3 separate regions of the Columba livia genome follow, and regions 1 and 3 are each linked to region 2. A link is a contact called in public Hi-C data. All regions are on one chromosome and are shown on one strand. Each heading gives the region's core, a stretch centred on a gene start, on an enhancer-like site or on the middle of the called end of the contact. The rest is flanking DNA. Distances are from core to core; before and after follow the strand shown. Region 1 holds the start of B9D1 (B9 domain containing 1). Region 2 holds the start of TEKT4 (tektin 4). Region 3 holds the start of GRAP (GRB2 related adaptor protein).

Region 1 (3,615 bases), core at 79-2,578, 350 kb after region 2:
ATTCTGCATGACAAGAAGGAGACAGAAGGTTAAATAAAACACTGTTTAGAAGCAGAGTGTTTAGTTTGTATTTAACTAATAATTAACAGGTGTATAGTAAGTAAGAAACAAAACAGTTGTAACTAAATTTAAAAATTATTTCTTAGTGTAGATATATGTCAAAATTTTCAAAAATTGTAATGCATGTATAATAATTATGTGAATATAAGCAACACAAGAGCATGCAGTCTATGGAGCACTTACGGAGGATGATCCCCAGTGCTGATAAAATAAAGAATATCACTTAACAGTATAATTGACTCTGCTGTAATTCCTCCGTTTCACAAAACTCACCCCCTCCTTTTAATTAGAGCAGGCTAATTAAGCCAACGCCATCCCATTTACCTTCCCACCATACATGTGGCCACATCCAGACTTAACGAGAAACAATGTGCGCCCAGGGGAATCATCACCTGGGGCACTAATGACCCCGCCAGCCTCTCCCTCTGCTCACAGCACCCTGGCAACCCCCCAGAAACCACAAGATGCCCCATTTTCCCCGATCCCGAGTGGCTTATTTCCCTGGAAAACAGCCCATGGTGATGGAGCGATGGAGCCGCTTCAGCCCGGCCGGCAGCAACATCTAGTGGCCAAGGCGCGGAGGAGGCGCCAGACCCTGGCTGTGCTTTAAAAAGAGCTCATTGCGGTCTATACAGGCTAATATTATATATATATATATACATACATGCATATATATATATATATATATATCGAAAGGTTAAAATATGAGGTGGTATGAAACAAAAAAATAGACTTAACAGCAGAGTCAGTTCTACTGTTAAGCAACATTATTTTACGAGCACTGGGGATCATCCCCTGTAAGTGCTCCAAAGGCTGGATGCTCTTCATTGCTTATATTCACATAATTATTACATATGCATTACAATATTTGAAAATTTTGACATACATCCCTATACTAAGAAATAATTTCTTAATTTAGTTATAACTGTTTAATTTCTTACAAAACATCTGTTAATTATTAGTTCAATATAAACTGAGCACTCTGCTTCTAAACAGTGTTTTATTTAATCTTCTGTCCCCCTCTTGTCATGCAGAATGATCTAAAACTTGAAAAACATCCCCTCGTTTTGCAGGTGGTCAGGAAGGATTTATCATGTCAATTGGCTAATGATGGGTGTGTCTTTCGGAACTTAATCACAGCAGACATTAATTTAGCAGCTTCTCTTCAGTATGAAGAATAAATGGGGAGAGTGGCCATAGGTGTCCTAGTGGGGCGGCCATGGTAGTGAGAGGGCTGTGGGGTCGCGGTGAGGGGCGCAGGGGAGGGGGTTACGGCTGGTCCCGGGGGTGTCCGCCCGCGTTTGGGAAGCCCCTTAGGGCGGGCGCTCCGCGAAGCGCCGCCGGCCCAGGAATTATGTCCCGGCCGCCGCCCCGTCCGTATCCATGGCAACGGCCGAGCGCGGCCCCCTCGCAGCAGCGCGGCCCCGCCATGGCGGCCGCCGGCAGCCCCAGCGTCTTCCTACTGGCGGTGAACGGGCAGATCGAGAGCGGGCAGGTGAGCGCGGCGGGGCGGGAGGGCGGCCCGCGGGCCCCCGGAGGAGCGGGGAGGGCGGTACCCCGGGACACAGCCCGGCCGGGGCCTCAGCGGCGCGGGCCCTGTAGCGTGGCCTTGCCCCGGGCCTCGGTTCTCTCACAGAGCCCGGTCCCGGCGGGAATCATCGAATCGTTTTGGTTGGGAGATCATCGAGTCCAACCGTTACCCCACCCCTGGCACTGCCCCATGTCCCTGAGAACCTCATCTCCGTCTGTCCAACCCTCCAGGGATGGTGACTCCAGCACTGCCCTGGGCAGCCTGTTCCAATGCCCGACAGCCCTTTGGGGAAGAAATTGTTCCCCAGATCCAACCTCAGCCTCCCCTGGCGCAACTTGAGGCCATTTCCTCTGGTTCTGGTGCTTGTTTCCAGGGAGCAGAGCCCGACCCCCCTGGCTCCAAGCTCCTTTCAGGCAGTTCAGAGATCAGAAGGTCTCCCCTCAGCTCCTGTTCTCCAGCTGAACCCCCCAGGTCCCTCAGCCGCTCCATCACACTTGTGCTCCAGCCCCTCACCAGCTCCCACCAGCGCATCCCCTCTTGAAGAGAAGCTGCTAAATTAATGTATACTGTGGTTAAGTTGCAAAAGATATACCTATCGTTAACCACTTGACATGATAAAAGCTTTCTGACCACCTGCAAAATGAGGGGATATTTTTCAAGTTTTAGATCCTTCTGCATGACAAGAGGGAGACAGAAGGTTAAGTAAAACATAGTTTAGAAGCAGAGTGCCTAGTTTATATTTAACTAATAATTAATAGGTGTTTTGTAAGTATTTAACTAAACAGTTACAACTAAATTAATAAATTATTTCTTATTAAAATGTACGTCAAATTTTTCAAATATTGTAATGCATATGTAGTAACTATGTGAATATAAACAGCACAAGAGCATCCAGCCTTTGGAGCACTTACGATGGATGATCCCAAGCACTGATAAAATAAAGAATGCTGCTTAACAGTAGAATTGACTCTGCTGTTAAGTTTATTTCTTTGTTTCTCTCCCACAGTTCCCTGGATATGACGACCTCTACTGCAAGTTCTGCTTCGTCTACGGCCAGGACTGGGTCCCCACAGCGGTAAGACCCTGTCGTACACCCCTGAAACCAGCCAGACCCTCTGGCAGTGTGTGTGCACGGGCTCAGCGCAGCCCCTGGCTTGTGCCCCCTTTCCCCGCAGGGCCTGGAGGAGGGAATCTCGCAGATCACCTCCACGAGCGACGTCTCGCCCACCACACTCGTCTGGAACTTCCCCATCGACATCACCTTCAAGAGCACCAACCCCTCGGGCTGTGAGTGCTGGGGGAGGTGGGATCCAGCACGCACACCGGGCATCTCTCTCACACCCGCTTCGTTTGCAGGGCCGCAGATCGTGGTGAGCGTCTACGGACCGGACTTCTTCGGGAATGATGTGGTCAGAGGTTATGGAGCTGTTCACGTTCCCTTCACACCCGGCAGGTGAGGCGACAACCTGGCCAGGATTGAAACTGAGACTTTTTTTTTGCAGTTACTATGTTGTTTCAGAAACAAAAATGCTCCTGTATCTCCGTATCATGTCTTATCTATTTGGTACAAATAACCCAGATTTTTAGCAGCAGCCCCTGGTTATTAAATACTTTTCAATAATCCTGTAGACAACTGTGAAGTCAAAAAGGGCACGTAGAAAGCCCAGGTGTGAAGCACAGTACGTTACCTCTCCCCCATTGCTCTCAGCACGTGCTAAGCTTTCATTCCCACTACTGCAAGTGCAGGAAGATACACTCCTCCTATGCAAACAAACCCTTTCTTAGTGGAAAGTGAGGTGTTATATTTTGAGATGTTCAGTGGTCTGATGTATTTGAAATTCTGATACCTTTTTAAATATAAAAAGTATTGCCAGTGCTGTTTGGGTTGTTTCTTAAGTTCTCTGCATCTTGTGTTTGTTTTAGGCACACAAGAACCATTGCCATGTTTGTTCCAGAGTCCACATCTAGGCTGCAGAAGTTTACAAGGTAATAATTAAATATTTCTTTTTTTTTTTTTTTAAGAA
Region 2 (3,933 bases), core at 371-2,870:
GAATATGTATCATTCCAGAATGAAAAATGACCAAGAATTTGTTCTCTGTAACATGTGCAGCCACAATAATTACATCAGCTTTGAAGGCAGCCCACATGCAGTGCTGGATCTCAGCAACAGATAACAAAGTGTCCGCTGGAGCAAAGAGTCCTCTACGGGAGGAAAAGGATCAAGCAAATCTCAGGAGAGTCTCAGGTTTGTTGGAACCAGCCTGTCAGAAACACCACCTGTCTGTGTCACCCAACTACATTGTACAGTTTGGGGACATCTGTGCTGCTGTCCTGCAGAACGTTTAAAGTGACGGTTTGTGTTGAGACACCGTAGTTCAGCGTTAGATCATCACCTTGTAATGAACCTTGGCAAGACTACGGCATCAGACTCAGCAGTCAAAGGCAATGGCAGAAACTGTGACATTTGGACAGCCTGAGCATGGAAATGGGCAAGGAGCACTTTACTGGTCCTGAACAGTTTGCTCATGTACTGCATTTTTAAAGTGTAACCTGCAGAGATGAGGGGACTTCAATCCAACTGGAGGCTAGGAGCTGTTTAATGACAGAATAGGATGCCCACCTTAGTTCAGGAAACCTCTGTTGTCATTTTGTTTGGATCTGGTCTAAAAGAGAGGATCTAGTCTCCTCCAGTCACACTCACATGATTTTAAACAGTTTTTACACAGAAGAAGGATTTTAAACAATCCTTCTTAAACCTAAGAGTGACAGAGAGAGTCCAGGCTGCCAGGAAGGGGCATTAGGCCAGAACATTCCTTCATGAGCTTCAGTTATCACCTGCTGACCAAGCTGCTCACTCATTTAGAGGCCAGAAACAGGCCGCCCAGAGAGGCTGTGGAGTCTCCTCTGGAGACATTCAAAACCCGCCTGGACACATTCCTGTGTGACCTGCTCTGGCGACCCTGCTTTAGCAGGTACGTTGGATTGGGTGATCTCCAGAGGTCCCTTCCAACCCCAGCCACTGTGATTCTGTGATCCCAATGTCCTGCTCACCTTCAGCAACTCTCTCTCCACCTCATCATTGACCAGGTCTGGGGGTTGCCTCCTCTCCCGACACTGCAGGTTATCAGTGGCAATGGCATGGGGCACTTCGGTGGCATCCAGCGCTCTTTCCAGCCGCAGTTTCTGGGCTGCCAGCAGGTTGGTTTCAGCATCGAGGTCCTCAATCTCCTTCTGGAGCTCAGACTTCCAGAAGTGTGTGTTTTGCAGGCGGTGGCCCAGGGCGGTCGTGGAGTCCTGCTGGGCACACTGGGCACGCTGGGCAGTGTACTCGGCCAGGTCCTTGGCCTCGGCCCGGTCGTGCTCCCCCTGCTTGCAGCCAGCGAAGGCCTTGTGGTACATGTCATAGTTACTCTGGTGCCACTCGCCGGGAAGGTACTTGGCGGTGCGGAAGCCTGCAGTGGCCAGACCACTGGAGGAGTAGGCGCCTGTGTTTAGGGCCACCTCGGACAACTTCATGGGCAGGTCGGAGGCCGGTACCGACTGCGGCGCCGGCTCCTTGGTCATGAGGACCCCGGGCTGCGCCATGCCGGCGGCGGGGCCTCCCGCAGGGCTTGCCCTGCGTCCCCTTAGGCCGCGCCGCGTCCTTCCGTCGCCGGGGCAACAGCAGCAGCCAATGAGGAGGCGGGTCCCCCACTGCGAAGGGAAACCCGAGGCGGAACAGCCCGCCCCTCGTTACCTCACAGCGATAAGCACCAATCAGAGCGCGGATCCGCTTCGAGAGCTCGTTGGATAGGGGAAGCCGGATGCCTGCACCCGCTTCCAAGCTGCTTGTTGCCATGGCGACGGGGACACCCAATTGGGAAGGAGCCGGGGACGCGGGTGGTGTCATGGCCGCCACGGGGCGGGAGCCGCCGCCGCCCTCGGGCCCGGGACGGGCGGGTTTCCTGAGGCAGGACTTGCTGCACGATGTAACGTTTGTAATTCCTACGTGCGTGTGGCCCGAACAAAGATGCGTTGAAGTGTTCACATCGCGTTCTGGCCCCTTTGTGCGGAGGAACTGCCCTTTTCCAGCCGCCGTGTGTGTGCAGTGGTGCTTCCTCCTGTTCGTTTGGAAACACGAGAGGATCCTGACAGGATTTGAGCCCCATTCCTGCCCAGCGACCGTGGAGGTGACGGAGGGCCCTGCGAGCCACCAGGCCCAGCAAACCCCTTGGGTAGTGGGAGGCCCCAGGGCCCAGTGCAAGGCCTGTGGCCTCTGCTGCGTTTAAGCCATTCAATTTAATACGTTTTTGCACCTCATTCGATTTTTCCACCCATTGTCCATTCTTAAAGACAATTGCTGTGACTCATGACTTGTCGTGGAGGGGACACATGTGAAATCCAGCTGCTGTGGCATCCCCTGTTTAACTTTCATCTGGGGGAACACGGCTTATGCTTGAATTACATGGAATTTTTTGGGGTTGTCATCCCCGTGTAACAAGGAAAGGAAACAAAAGGAGAGGCTGGGAGGCAGAGGCGCCTCTTCTCAGCCCTCGGAGGAAGGATGGAAGGTGCTGGAAGCATGGCGACAATAGAGGGCACTCTCGTCATTGCACTTGAACAGATCTTCTGTCTTCGATGTCATTTTGATTTAGAAAATAAAAAGGAAGTAGGAGCCACATGCACCGCAGCCTGCCCAGTGTCATCCCAGCTCATCGGCTCTTTGGGTGTCAAAGGGAGCGGTGCCTGAGCTGCACCAAGGTGTGCACAGCGCTGACACACACACCACCCTGTCTGGGCTGTGCAAACTTCTGCAGAAGACGCTTTGCTTTCTGAGAGTTTGCTCTAAACCCACAGAAAGTCAATGGCCGTTTTTCCAATGGGGTCTTGCTCTCTGTAGGAAGATCAAGTGCCTGACCCTGCCTGAGAGGCTGCATGTGGAAGATGCGTTGTGCGTGGGCTGCAGCTGCTGCCCGCCGGCCCTGGGCCACCGTTGGCAGCATGTGCCCAGCAAAAGCTCCTTCCACAGAGACAGTGTTGAAAAAGGACATTCAGTCCCAGCAGAGGTAAGAAATCCTTCATCTTCCCTTTTGCATATGTTACAATTGGCCCTCCAGTAAACTGGCAACAGTCAGTGATCACTTTGCACTGCTGAAGTCACTGGATTGACACCCTTTGCTTTCCTTTTGCACTTCAATTCTGTTCCTCTCCTTTTTCATGCATCTTTCCTCTAACTGTCCTGTCTGTTCCTTTCCTTACATTACCCCCAACCTGTATCTTTCTTTTTCTTTCCTCTGCTTTGTGGCCTTCTCTGCATGATGATCTATGCAAATTTTGCATTTTTAAAGTGCAATAAGTCTACAGGAAAAGCCCTGCTGAGCTATTCAGAGTGAAAGTCCTTAGTATGGAAAATACCTTTTTTGGAAATAAGGGCAGTAATAATTTGCTATTAAGTAGCGTTTTTCTCTGAAGGTTTCAAAAGAGCTTTTGCTCGTGGCATCTTCTCACAGCCCATTCAGTGTCAGTTTTGAAGGTGAGTCAGTTAGGGCCAGGATGGGATGTGGCTGAGGTTGCAAACTTAGCACCTCAGTTCTAGGCCCTAAATGTGACTAGTAAATTATTATCTTCTCCAATATGGAAACACTGCACAGGGGGGAAAAAAAAAAGTAAATTACTCCTGATTCAGTGTAAGGATTACCAGTTTTATGGTTGTTATCCCAACTGGTCAGTGTTTCCAAGGAGCAGACAGATTTTGGAGGGTATTTTCATCAGGCTGTTTTTTTTTTGCCAGTCTAAGCCTGCTTTCTAGTGCAGGTGCATCATGTTCTAACAGGCTGCATATCCCACTGTTACAAGAAATAAAAGCAAAACCTATTGGCACCCGGAAAACCCAGGAGTTCCCTTCATCATCCAGGGCAGACCCAGGGACCCTGTGTTTCAGAGCCATCTGACAGCCAAGTGATTCAAGTGATTTAATATGCCACTGTAACGTATGAATTATTTA
Region 3 (3,840 bases), core at 563-3,062, 420 kb after region 2:
TAGTCAGTCCTTGGCTTTCAGGCTGAGCCTTGCAGAGCTCTGCAGCACAGCCCCATGGCTGTCAGCCGGGCACCACGGGGGACCCTTCTGCTTCTGGGGGCTCCCCTGAGTGTGGGATGGGGCAGATTTGGGGTTGCTCGTGAGCAGATGGAAGGATTATCCCAGGGGATGAAGCAGAAGAGACCCAGCCCCTGGGCAGGGACAGCAGGCAGGAGCCAGGCAAGGGAAGGGAGGACAAGGAACAAGATGTGATGCGGGAGGTGGCTGAACAAGGATGCCAAAGGGGCTGCCGGCTTCTTTAGAGCATTAGAGCAGGGACATGTGGCACTGTCCCCAGTGTCCTCAGTGTCCCCCTGGACGCTGCTGCCACCTGCTGGCAGGACCCAATCCTGCTCCGGTCCTCAATCTGGCCACTGCGCCAAGTCTTTGGGACCCCTCTGTCACCCACTGTGCTGTGCCCCGCTCCTCTGCACACAGGGCAGCTTGACACCGTGCATGGCTCCAGGGCTCAGCATCATCCAATTTGTGCTGGTAGATACTAGGACAGGATCAGGCCCTTGGCCAGCAGCAGAGTTGGAGCAGCAGCTCTGCTGGGGCCAGTTTCTCCAGGGAACACCCAGTTCCATGTCTCTCCAGGGCTACAGAGGATGCTCATCCCAAGATAGTGTCTTCCTGCCTCAGTCCCATCCCCTGGGTCTCACTGAACTGTGGAGATCCACTGAGTCCCGTCCTCCTCGTGACAAGCGTGTGCATACCGAGCCTCTTCCCACGGCCTCTCCTGCCATCCCCAGCATTCCCAGAATTTCCACTTCCCCTGGGACCTGCTGGGGATAACTGTCGGGGACCAGGGCCTCACTGGGTCAGGGGACACCCAGGGCCACCCTACACATCCCTCTCCACTTCCCAAAGGTACCAAGTCCCCAAAAAAGGCTTCAGGTGGGTGTTATATGATGTTTGCTTTTCAGATGCACTTGGGAAGTGAGTTAAGGTTTGAAGGAGGCGAATCACCAAGCCGGTGTCCCCCAGAGGCCCTGCGCAGCATCGCAGACTTCCCCATTGGGAATGACACCCCGCATGTGAGCCCTGTGGACTCAGTGCTGGATGCCCATGAGAGGTGCAGGAAGTCTAAAAGGGATTTTTTTTCCCCCTAGCCCTACAAAACCAAGTTGGAAAACATCAGCTCCCAAAGGCCACAATCCAGAAAGCCAAAAACAACTGTACTGAAACTTCGCTGTTCAGACGTGGGACCTGGCACATGGGTTTGGTCCAATTTCCAAAGAACTGTAGAATCATAGAATAGTTTGGGTTGAAGGGACCTTCAAAGCTCCCCCAGTGCCCCCCCTGCCATGAGCAGGGACATCTTCACCAGCTCAGGTTGCTCAGAGCCCCATCCAGCCTTGCCCGGGATGTCTCCAGGGATGGTTCATCCACCACCTCTCTGGCCAACCTGGGCCAGGTTCTCACCACCTCAGTGTACAGAATTCCTTCCTCATGTCTGGCCTGAATCTCCCCTCCCCTTTAGTTTAAAACCATCACCCCTCGTCCTGTCAAGCAGGTGTTTGCCTCCACCCTGCCCCTCTGTGCCTCTGCCCATCCCACCCTCCATAATCTTTTTTCTGCGAAAACAACTATTCCCACCGAGCCACCTTTCAAAGGCTGTGCTGGCAGCTCAGCCCTTACAAACCCTCAGAGTCCCCATCAGCACTCCCGGCCCATGAGCCGTGCTCTTCAGGCTTTGCCCACATCCTCAACCAGCCCATCACCATCCTCTTTCCTCTCAAAACCCCACAGCTGCCCAACACCGCTGCCCATGTCCCACCCCAGCCAACACTTTGGGGTCCTTTTACAGTTGGAGCCCCTCGCATCTGGGTGGGCTAACGCAGCTCCCCCTCCCACCTCCCAGCACATCTGGGAAGCTGTGCCCGATCGTGTGGTGCTCACCGTTTCGTCCCGGCAGCACTGACATCAGCACGGCTTCCTGCCACCGTCACCACCACGCTGCGCTCATCCCGTACCCCACAGCCCCACACTGCGGGGCAGCAAGCCCCAGGCAGTCCCCCACCCTGGCACGGTGGCCCCCCTGGGACCCTAACCACCGCCCAGTGACAGCCGGCGCCATGGAGTCGGTGGCTCTGTACAACTTCCAGGCGACGGAGAAAGACGAGCTGCCCTTTCAGAAAGGGGACACCCTAAAGGTATGGGGAGCAGAGGGGTCACGAGCCATGGGGGGTGGGTGCTGCTGATTTGGGGGACAGAGCGGGCACATGGAATGGGGTGACACTGGCGCCTTCATCGCATGTGGCTTTGTTGCCTCTTTGGGGCTTTCTGTGTGGTTTAAGGAGCCATCCCTGAGGTTTTCGGGGTGTGGAGCAGCACCCCCAGCAGTGGTGGGCACCACTTGTCTGTGCCACCAACCACACCTCTGAAGAAGTCCCACCTGGGACAAGGCACGTGGCCTCCCTGGCCATTGGTGCCACCAGCTGTGCCCTGTGGCAGCCCCCGAGGGCTGGGACATGTTTTCCTTGCCCCTCAGCGGCACTGGGGGGCTGCAGGGACCATGTGCCCACCCAGGTGCTGGCATTGGGACGGGCTCTCAGATGCCAACCTAGCATCCCAAAGAGCTTCAAGGGGGCTCAAAACATCCCTCAACACACCCCCAGGGCACTGTGGCCCTGCGGTTGGGACAAGGGCACCCGCTCCCTGCCACTCTGCCTGGCTACTCGTCCTTCCCTGCAGGGCTGATGCCGAGATGCTGGTAGCTCCTCCTGGACCCCGAGCACCCAGGAGCCCCCCGCAGATGAACCCAGCCCCGGGGAGGCCAAGGACACAGCCTGGCTGTAACTCAGGGCCCCAAACCTGCTATCGTGCCTGTCCCTGCCTCCCCGGCGTGTTTTCCGCGGTGCTGTGCCGCGGGGTTTCAGATCCTGTTTGCACAGCTGTGCCGGGCCCCTGCGGGGGAGGCTGGAAAACAGTGCCACGCGGAAGCGGGTGTCAGCACCCCTTGCTCGCAATGGGGCATGTCCTCCCATGCAGAACCCAGCTGTCACCACCCCGGGGGGACACAGGGGGCTGGCTGCCACCCCAGTTCCTCCAGTGACAGATTTTACCCCCTTCTCTGGCCAGGGGTTTGGGGCACCGCTGGGCACTCCCCAGAAACCATGGTGAGCCAGACCAACCGTGAGCCAAGCTCTGTACAGGTCCCCCCAAAACCACGTCACCTTTGTCAAAGCCCACTTTTCCCCAGGTTTCAGTGGGGAACGTGGGGTCTGGGGCAGCGGTGGGGATCCCGCTTGTCCACTCTCCCATGGGGACAGTGGCTGGGCTGACACCTCCCTGCTCCTCTCCTGCCTTAGATCCTCAACATGGAAGATGACCAGAACTGGTACAAGGCTGAGCTGTATGGCCGCGAGGGCTTCATCCCCAAAAATTACATCAAGGTCAAGCCACACCCGTAAGTGCCATCCCATGGGGATGGGGGATTCGCAGCCCCACTCTGGTAGCACCCACTGGCACCAGGATGCCCTCTCCCACCACCCAGGCAGCAATCCCAATGGTGTGTCCCAGTGCCCAAAGGTCTGCCACAAGCCAGGGTAGTTCCCACATGTGGGGAAACCGAGTCACAGAGCCATGGGGTCTGCCTGTTGGGTCACTCTGCCATTGCCAACACTGACAGGGGAGACAGGAGGCAGCAACGTGCCCATGTCCCCCCAACACTCAGAAATTCAACCCTCACACCGGGTTGCCCGCTAAATAAATGATAATTGGGGAACAACAAAGCGTTATGGGATTACGACTGCATTAGGCACAATCCTATTACCATGTTATTAAAGCCCAGCATAA

What was found. A called contact is a pair of places that touch in the nucleus more often than the background predicts.
Region 1: a contact with region 2 is called in a Hi-C map of liver, with 2.9 times the contacts expected there. The contact joins the promoter of B9D1 here to the promoter of TEKT4 in region 2. A contact is called at or near these places in 2 of 2 Hi-C or Micro-C datasets (crop and liver).
Region 3: a contact with region 2 is called in a Hi-C map of crop, with 3 times the contacts expected there. The contact joins the promoter of GRAP here to the promoter of TEKT4 in region 2. A contact is called at or near these places in 2 of 2 Hi-C or Micro-C datasets (crop and liver).

The regions. Positions count from the first base shown.
Region 1 is chr15:12,652,836-12,656,450 of bColLiv1.pat.W.v2, forward strand. It overlaps B9D1 (B9 domain containing 1), which reads left to right and starts at 1,329. Exons shown (of 7, transcript XM_065031314.1): 1 at 1,329-1,555; 2 at 2,598-2,666; 3 at 2,767-2,878; 4 at 2,948-3,044; 5 at 3,515-3,577. The coding sequence starts at 1,415.
Region 2 is chr15:12,300,959-12,304,891 of bColLiv1.pat.W.v2, forward strand. TEKT4 (tektin 4) reads right to left here and starts at 1,621. Exons shown (of 6, transcript XM_005504456.3): 1 at 1,002-1,621. The coding sequence starts at 1,535. LOC135575512 (a long non-coding RNA gene) reads left to right here and starts at 1,808. Exons shown (of 3, transcript XR_010466384.1): 1 at 1,808-2,995.
Region 3 is chr15:12,724,362-12,728,201 of bColLiv1.pat.W.v2, forward strand. It overlaps GRAP (GRB2 related adaptor protein), which reads left to right and starts at 1,813. Exons shown (of 5, transcript XM_005504461.4): 1 at 1,813-2,195; 2 at 3,354-3,451. The coding sequence starts at 2,118.